2 separate regions of the Gossypium raimondii genome follow, and region 2 is linked to region 1. Evidence: chromatin contacts called from public Hi-C data. All regions are on one chromosome and are shown on one strand. Each heading gives the region's core, a stretch centred on a gene start, on an enhancer-like site or on the middle of the called end of the contact. The rest is flanking DNA. Distances are from core to core; before and after follow the strand shown. Region 1 holds the start of LOC105791755 (alpha-N-acetylglucosaminidase). Region 2 holds the start of LOC105791764 (protein TAB2 homolog, chloroplastic).

Region 1 (3,845 bases), core at 989-3,488:
AGCCCCAAAAATGTCAAGAATGGGCCTGGTTGTCGAGAAGTTTTTTTTATCTGTAACTTTTTATGTTAAAACAATGGTTGTCCTGTGCCAACAAACTCAAATCTTACTAGTGTCAAATGAAAAAAATATTAAAGAAACTTTATAGCGCCAAATACTAATAAGAATGTTTAGGGCTAAATTATTGATTTTTTAAGAATTAGGACTAAATTAATAAAATGTATAAATATTGAACGAAAATTTTTGTTATTAGGCCAATAAAAAATACCACTTCAAGCTTCTGTTATTAACTTAACGGCATGGTGACTAAAAAATCTAATTTCAAAAACTTTAGTAACTAAATCAAAAAAAATTATAGTTGCATAACCAAAACAAAATACCCTAATAGGCGAGTGACATTCATAGAGTTTACAACAACCATGTCATCTAGCTATTTCAGACTTAATGACACAGTGACTAAAAAAACAAATTTGAATAGAATGGTGATTAAATTGAAAAATTTCATAATCTAATGACCAAAATAGAAACATGCAAAAAGTTCAGTGACTAATTAAGTAGTTTACCCAAAATTAAATGATGTTTTGGTTTAAATGGTCAAGTTAAATATTTGTTAATTTGTTATCCTTGATGTCACAAATTCAAATATTACTATAATTGATTTTTTATTGATTTATAATATATAAAAAGTTAATTTTATATTTGACTTATAAAGCGGTATTCTAATAATTTACTAACTAAGTTGGTGTTCAATTGATTTGTGGTGCTAACTGGGCTTAATATAGACCAAACAATGTTTTTAAACTGGACCAATTAAAAAATTTTAAAATTTTAAAATTTTAAAAAATCAATTCAACCATCAATTCAATCAGTTTTAGCCGGTTCAACCATCGATTCAACCTATCTTTTATCCGGTTCAATCGGTTTGTACTGATTCTTGGTCTAACTGATTCAAAGACACTCTTTGTACTGGCACCTCGACTGGTTCCTAGTCCAATCGATTCAACCAACTAATCTGCTCTAGTTCAAACAACATTGAAACCAGTTTTACAGCATACCCACATTATGGATGGAAAAAAAACCTTAGTAGAATATATATATATATATATATATATATATATATATATATAAAATCTTAGGTTTATTGGTAAAATAAGCCCTCAAACATTTTTGAAAAAAAAATCAATTAAGCCCCTTCCAACTTTTTGCACTTAATTGAGTCATTGAACTAGCAAAACTAGCCAAATCAACACTTTGACTAGCGCTGAGCGATAGTTTTTGGCAACATTGATGTAGCCATTAATAGATGCCATGTTAACAATGTTATGTTGACATGATGTTGCCACATCACCGTTAAGTGATGGCGTGACAATACCATATCATCATCGGGTGCTAACGTGACAATGCCTGACATTGCCTAGTGCTAACCTAACATTGCCATGTCAACAAAATACGAAATTTAAAAAATTAAAAATACTTTAAAATTATTTTTAAGATAAATACACAATGAATTTGGACACCTATTTGTTTAGATTCATTCTAGAATTATAAAATACATAAAAAATTATAAAAATTAAAAATCATTTATCTTTATTAGAAATTAATTAAAATTATGAAATTTTATAAAATTTAACAAAAACAATTTACTTTTTATATTTTAATATAAAACGAAAATCAACTACTTATATCATAAAATCAAGATTAACAAAATTTTTGTTATATTTTTGCCTCTCATTTTCAATTTATGCAAGTTATATTAGTCAAATAATTTAATAAAATGAGAAAATTATTTTTTTATAAAATTTTATAAAAGAAACTTTTTATAAAATGTTATGGTTTTTATTTAATTTCTAATCATTTTATAAATAATTTTTTCTAATTTTATGGGTTTTTAAATTATTTTATTTATAAAATTTACTTTGTTTAATTAATTTCTTATAATTATTAATTTTTTTATGTATTATATAATTCTAGAATCTATCTAAACATATGGATGTCCAAATTCAAATGAGTAGGGACAATCATTTTCAAATTCATTATATACACATCTTAAAAGTATTTTTAAAATATATTTATTTATTTTTGCTGACCTGGTACTTGACAATGACATGGCATATCAATAAACGGTGCTAATGTGGCGTTTGTTAACTTCAGTTAAAGAGAACTAATTCATAGCTTAATTGAGTATAAAAAGATGAGAGAAGGTTAACCAAATTTTTCGAAAAAGTTTGAATAAGTTGAAATTCCATCACATGATTGAAGAATCATATAGAAACAAATACCAGCAATAAAGATAACGAGGACCGCCACAATAAGTGTTAAACAGGCGGCACGTACAAACATGACGCTCGTGTCAGTCTTGACTGTTTACTCTTGGGGATTCTGTTTTTCGTTTGCTTCACTTGAACAAGTTACGCGCGGTATAAACAAGGGTGAAAATGATGATAATGAAGATTAAGCCTTGTTATTTTGGAAGCAATTGCATATGGCAGTTGCAATTATCAGAATTCTGAACAATTCCCCCACAATGAAATTCATCATTGGTGATGTATTAATTATCATCTTCATCTTGTTTATAACGCGACTGCCGCAATCCTTTTCAACAACGGAAGCAATTCAGCCATCACTCACTCGGTTAGATTCCAAACGCTCGTCTCCATCTGTTCAAGAATCGGCTGCTAAAGCCGTTTTGGGAAGATTGCTCCCTACCCATTTGCTCAGTTTCCACTTTAAGATTGTCTCCAAGGTATTTCCTTTGAATCTAATTTCAATTGGGTTTGGTTTGCTAGTTCCTGTTACTGCCAGTCGTTGCAAGGAAGAATTAGTTATTGGCTCCTTAAAAGGAAATTAGCATAATTGCAATTTGACGTGTTGCTGCTGCTGTTGTTACTATCTTTGACTTTTAGTGTTTTCTGTTCCGAGTATCAGGATGTTTGTGGCGGACAAGGTTGCTTTTTGATAGAAAATTACGATGGCCCTACTGAAAATGGACCCGAGATACTGTATGTGCAAATCAGTTTTGTAATTGTTGAGTGTGAGGATGGATGTCTTTTTATGCTTGGTTGTGTTGTTCTGAACTTCTAGGATTTTAATTAATTTGACTAGTGATCATATCCTACAACATGTAGGTAATGTCATTCCTCATTAAAAAGATGACACTATGGTTTTCGCCCTCTTTTTTGCTTCATTTTAAGTAAGACAGTTTAAAATGCTTTAACTGTTTTGGCATTTTTTATGCTGCTCTTTTTCAACTCCAGAATTAAAGGTACCACAGCAGTTGAAATTGCCTCTGGCCTCCACTGGTATATTAAATATTTCTGTGGTGCTCATGTATCTTGGGACAAGACTGGTGGTGTGCAGTTAGCCTCTGTTCCCAAGCCAGGGTCATTGCCCCTTGTAAAAGACGGCGGTGTGTTGATTCAACGGCCAGTGCCATGGAACTATTACCAAAATGTTGTTACTTCTAGTTGTAAGTATATGAATCTTTGTTCCTGCCTTCACTCCTTCCAATCATCATGATCATTGTATGTTTGCTTAACATCAAAGAAGGAAGAATAAGGTTATATAGATTTAGGGTGTTTTATAGCTGGAATGTAGTTCTAGTGTATTTTAGGGTACTTAAATGTCTTATATAATTAACTAACAAGTGATTTGACAGTGAGAACAAGATGATAACAACAGATATATAGCTTTAGACAATTCATGATGTTGGTCAAATATAATACTCACTGCAATATCAAATCCTTCCTTGCAGATTCATATGTCTGGTGGGATTGGGAAAGATGGGAGAAAGAGATAGACTGGATGGCTCTCCAAGGAATCAACCTGCCTTTGGCATTTTCAGGACAAGA
Region 2 (3,845 bases), core at 760-3,259, 190 kb after region 1:
ATTTTTTGAAGTTTAGAATCAAAATATAAGTATTCATATTTATTTCTTCAAATTGATAATAATTATACAGGGGGTGGGGGCAAGTCCAACAAGAGCCAGAAACCTACACAATCATCAGAGTCCAAGTCCTCTTGGATAGCAAGGAAATGTAATCCTCCACATGCCTTCTTTGCTGCTTCCCAAGCTTCAGCTTCACTTGTAGTTGTCGGAGTTTTCTTATAGGTTGCATAAACGTAACGAGTAGATATTCCAACGGATAGGATCAAGCAACCGCGACTGGTATCAGCCTCTACTGAACACACTTCCAATCCATTCATCCAAGCTGCACCAACACATTTTCATTCAACCTTAAAATTTAATTTTCAAGAAAAACCCCATAATTGAATTGTGAAGCCAATAATTGAGAAACAAACTTCCAACAGCTATTTCTAATGGTAAAGGAGGAAATATTGAAAGAGATAGTAAACCTGCCTGCCAATGGTTTTGCACGTGAAGAAGCCACTGCAAGTCCTGGAATCAATGTATTCTCATCAACTTCAATTCCCAGCAAATCCAAATCTAAACCAGCACCAAACACGAACCTTTCATCCAACGACGAAATCTCCTCTCGAATAGCTACAATGGAACAAGAGAAGGGTGTGAAAAGAGAGCAGGGTACTACTAACATTTTAGCTTAGAAATGAAGACACTGTCATCTTCTTTGGCACAAATATTCATCCAACAGCTAAATAACAAGAAGAACAGTTCCAGGGCCTTGTAAATGCATTGTTTAACGCCATTAGATGTGAAAGATATACCTGAAAAAGGTAACTGGACAAATGCCCATTTTTCTCCAAATAAGTTCTTTGGAAGTTCCATTGGGAAAGGGTTATCTAATGCCAAAAGTGGCTTGGAACCTTTTTGAAAACCAGGATGGCGCATGTATATAGTCTCATAACGTTCTTCCAACCAAAGAAGCAGTGACAGACACTGAAAAAAGGACAAGAACCATTTAACATAAGTATACATTATCATGTTTGGAATTAGAAGCTAAAAACTGAAGTTTATAGGTTAAGTTTTGCAAATTCCAAAATCCTCTGCCACAAACATATTATCACATGGCTAATTCTTTCCACGTAATAATCACAAGATATTTTAGTTAATAAATTTAACCATTTTGCTGAAATTTCCAAATTCAATGAGTATATAGGGAATAATAAATCTGCGCATAATATATGAACTGATAGCAAAATTTGACTGGAAAACAAGCATCTATATCCACTTCTCTTGTACCCTTCATGAATCCTTTAAGAGAAAGATTCAGAACTCACCCGTTTACTCGGAACAGGCTTTATACCAAGCTCTTTACATGACTTTGTAATTATGGTTTGCATTTGTGACCTATAAATCCAAGAAGAACAGAAATCAATTAAGATAATTGAGTATGCTAACAATATAGTAAATATTTGCATATATGTTACAAGAAGATTGTAAAACTGACCTGAAGAAGCGGACTTTTTCTGGCAAAGGGACACCTAAATCCTCACTTATGGTTTCCATAGCATCTTTTAAAGTAACACTATTGATAACATTGTTGGGAAAGTACTTGGTATATTGAAGGGAAAGCGAACTGTCACACACTACCAGTTCCCATATCTTCTTGCCTCTAATATCTAGAATCGGCCTTGAGCAAAAATCCAGCTCCCACTCTGTAACACTCGAGGGATCGGTCTCTGAGTCAAGGTAGCTCAATTCTGAAGTTGGGTCGTCTTCTTCAGCGTCATCAAAAGCTTCTTCAGGCACTGACACTGAGCTTTCGGATATGGAATTTGGTTTAAAATGGTGGAGCTGTGGGTGGGTTTTAGATGGAAAAAGGAATGGTACGTTGTTGGGTTTTGTGGAAAAGTGGGATTTGGAGAAGGGTTTGTGGGATTGGAGAGATGGGGATTTGATTCGTGTGGAATTGAAGCTTAGAGTTGCCATGGAAAGGCAGTGTGAAGATGATGGCGGGTTTTCAGTTATAGTAGAACGTGAACCACACATATATCTGTTGGCAGAGATGGGCTGAGTTTTTGGATAGAGCATCCATTTCAACTTTGGGCCAAGAGCTTAGCCCGTTTAAAGGGTTAATTCACACAAGATATCCCCAAATTATTGCTAAAATTCTAAATTGATCCTGAACTTCAAAATGTTCTGATTGACTTTTAGAATATCATTATTGTATCAATCAAATCCTTCTATTAGCTTAACCATCATCTTAGAGGATAAAAGAAAGCTTGAATATAACATAGTGTATATTTAAAATACATTTTTTTTAAGGTGGATCGGTATTGAAACATAAATTTAGAGAACTAAAGTATAATTTTATCACGTATTTAATTTTTATTCCATCGTTTTAAAAAGAAAACATATAGTAACATTAAAATTTAAATCGACTATTCTTTTTTACTATTAAATCCAAATTATACATGGAATAGATTCTCACCTATTTAAAATTTCATCCACTTTAAAGTCATATTTGATCTACAAAATAACTTCCAAACTGTTATGCTTACAAAAGTATTATTCATACTTTAGTTTGAAGTTTTGAACCAATTTGAAATTTGAGCAATAGTTTAGGGACATTTGATGAAATTAACCCAATTCAAATAAAAAGTGAAAGAAAAAGAAAAGGCTTTAAATGGCCGCTGCTTCATTATGTGAGGATTGAACTGAGGAGATCTGGAAGTTTGGACACTTTATCTTTTTCCTCGGCTCCTCCTCCCTGCAGCGCCTTCCAGCAGCCGACTGTTAAACAACAAGCAAAACCCATATCTCCTGTGTAATGAATGTAAGCTTTTAGTCTTTCAACATCTTCATTTCTTTCATTTTGTTAAGCAGTTAGTACTATCGTGTGTGTCGTCGTGTGCGTTCTTCAACTGTTCGATTAAATGTCTCTTAGAACCCCTGTCTTCTAAAGTTACATATGTTTCCTTACACATCAATTGTTTCATTTATAAGCAATACATGCATATATATGCTAGTTCGTCTATTTTTCTTAGTTTGGAGTTATTTTAACAAAAAAGGAAATGGAAATTTAAGATAGTTTTTGTCATTAAGTGCGCAGTAGCAAAAGTTTATAGCTATTGCTGGTATAATTTGAATGTATGATCTAGCTTCCTTTAATGGATAGGTACCTAGAGGAGCAGCCTTTGTCTGGTTAAAAGGATGGTGAAGTTTTCAGCTTATTCTTTGATGATATCGTCATTTACACCTTTTCATTCTATTATCCTGAAAACCCCCCGCAGATTTTCTAGAAATATACCTTTCAACCATTCAACTAAATCAAGGGTCGCTTCTTATTACCAAAACGTTGAATTACATACAGAAGACATGATGGGTGCTAGTCGCTATCTTCCTCCTCTATTTAGGTACGTAATAACATCTATGGCTTCCCCCCGCCTTGTTCCCCCTTTTTTTTTTGGCTTCAAACACCCTACTAATGAGAATGTATTTTTATTGTACGGTTTGCAGCGTAGCTCCCATGATGGAATGGACTGATAATCACTATAGGACTCTTGCGCGCCTTATCTCCAAACATGCGTGGCTTTACACAGAGATGCTTGCTGCTGAAACTATTGTTTATCAACAAGGGAATCTGGTAAGTTAGTGAAAGAAACATTTACATTTGGTAAGAGTATTATTTTTTAACCTTGTTTTCATATATCAGTTAGCAATCAAATGATAATTGGTAATTTTTAGCCACTCACATACTTGTTTTTGGAAAAGAGAAGGAAAATATTTTGCTTATTTTGAAGAGGTCTTATTTTTTACGAGTGTTTTTACTCATTTTTATAATTTCAAGTTTAAATTTGTACTAAATATGC

Evidence for each region. Hi-C and Micro-C count contacts between places; a contact is called where the count stands out from the background.
Region 2: a Hi-C map of leaf shows a contact between it and region 1, with 3 times the contacts expected there. The contact joins the promoter of LOC105791764 here to the promoter of LOC105791755 in region 1. A contact is called at or near these places in 2 of 2 Hi-C or Micro-C datasets (both in leaf).

Annotation. Positions count from the first base shown.
Region 1 is chr8:47,299,296-47,303,140 of ASM2569854v1, forward strand. It overlaps LOC105791755 (alpha-N-acetylglucosaminidase), which reads left to right and starts at 2,239. Exons shown (of 19, transcript XM_012619969.2): 1 at 2,239-2,740; 2 at 2,923-2,996; 3 at 3,252-3,463; 4 at 3,749-3,845. The coding sequence starts at 2,480.
Region 2 is chr8:47,492,765-47,496,609 of ASM2569854v1, forward strand. LOC105791764 (protein TAB2 homolog, chloroplastic) reads right to left here and starts at 2,010. Exons shown (of 5, transcript XM_012619978.2): 1 at 1,481-2,010; 2 at 1,311-1,380; 3 at 798-969; 4 at 472-615; 5 at 1-322. The coding sequence starts at 1,962. The coding sequence ends at 63. It overlaps LOC105791765 (hypothetical protein), which reads left to right and starts at 2,679. Exons shown (of 14, transcript XM_012619983.2): 1 at 2,679-2,809; 2 at 3,152-3,189; 3 at 3,267-3,389; 4 at 3,493-3,619. The coding sequence starts at 3,352.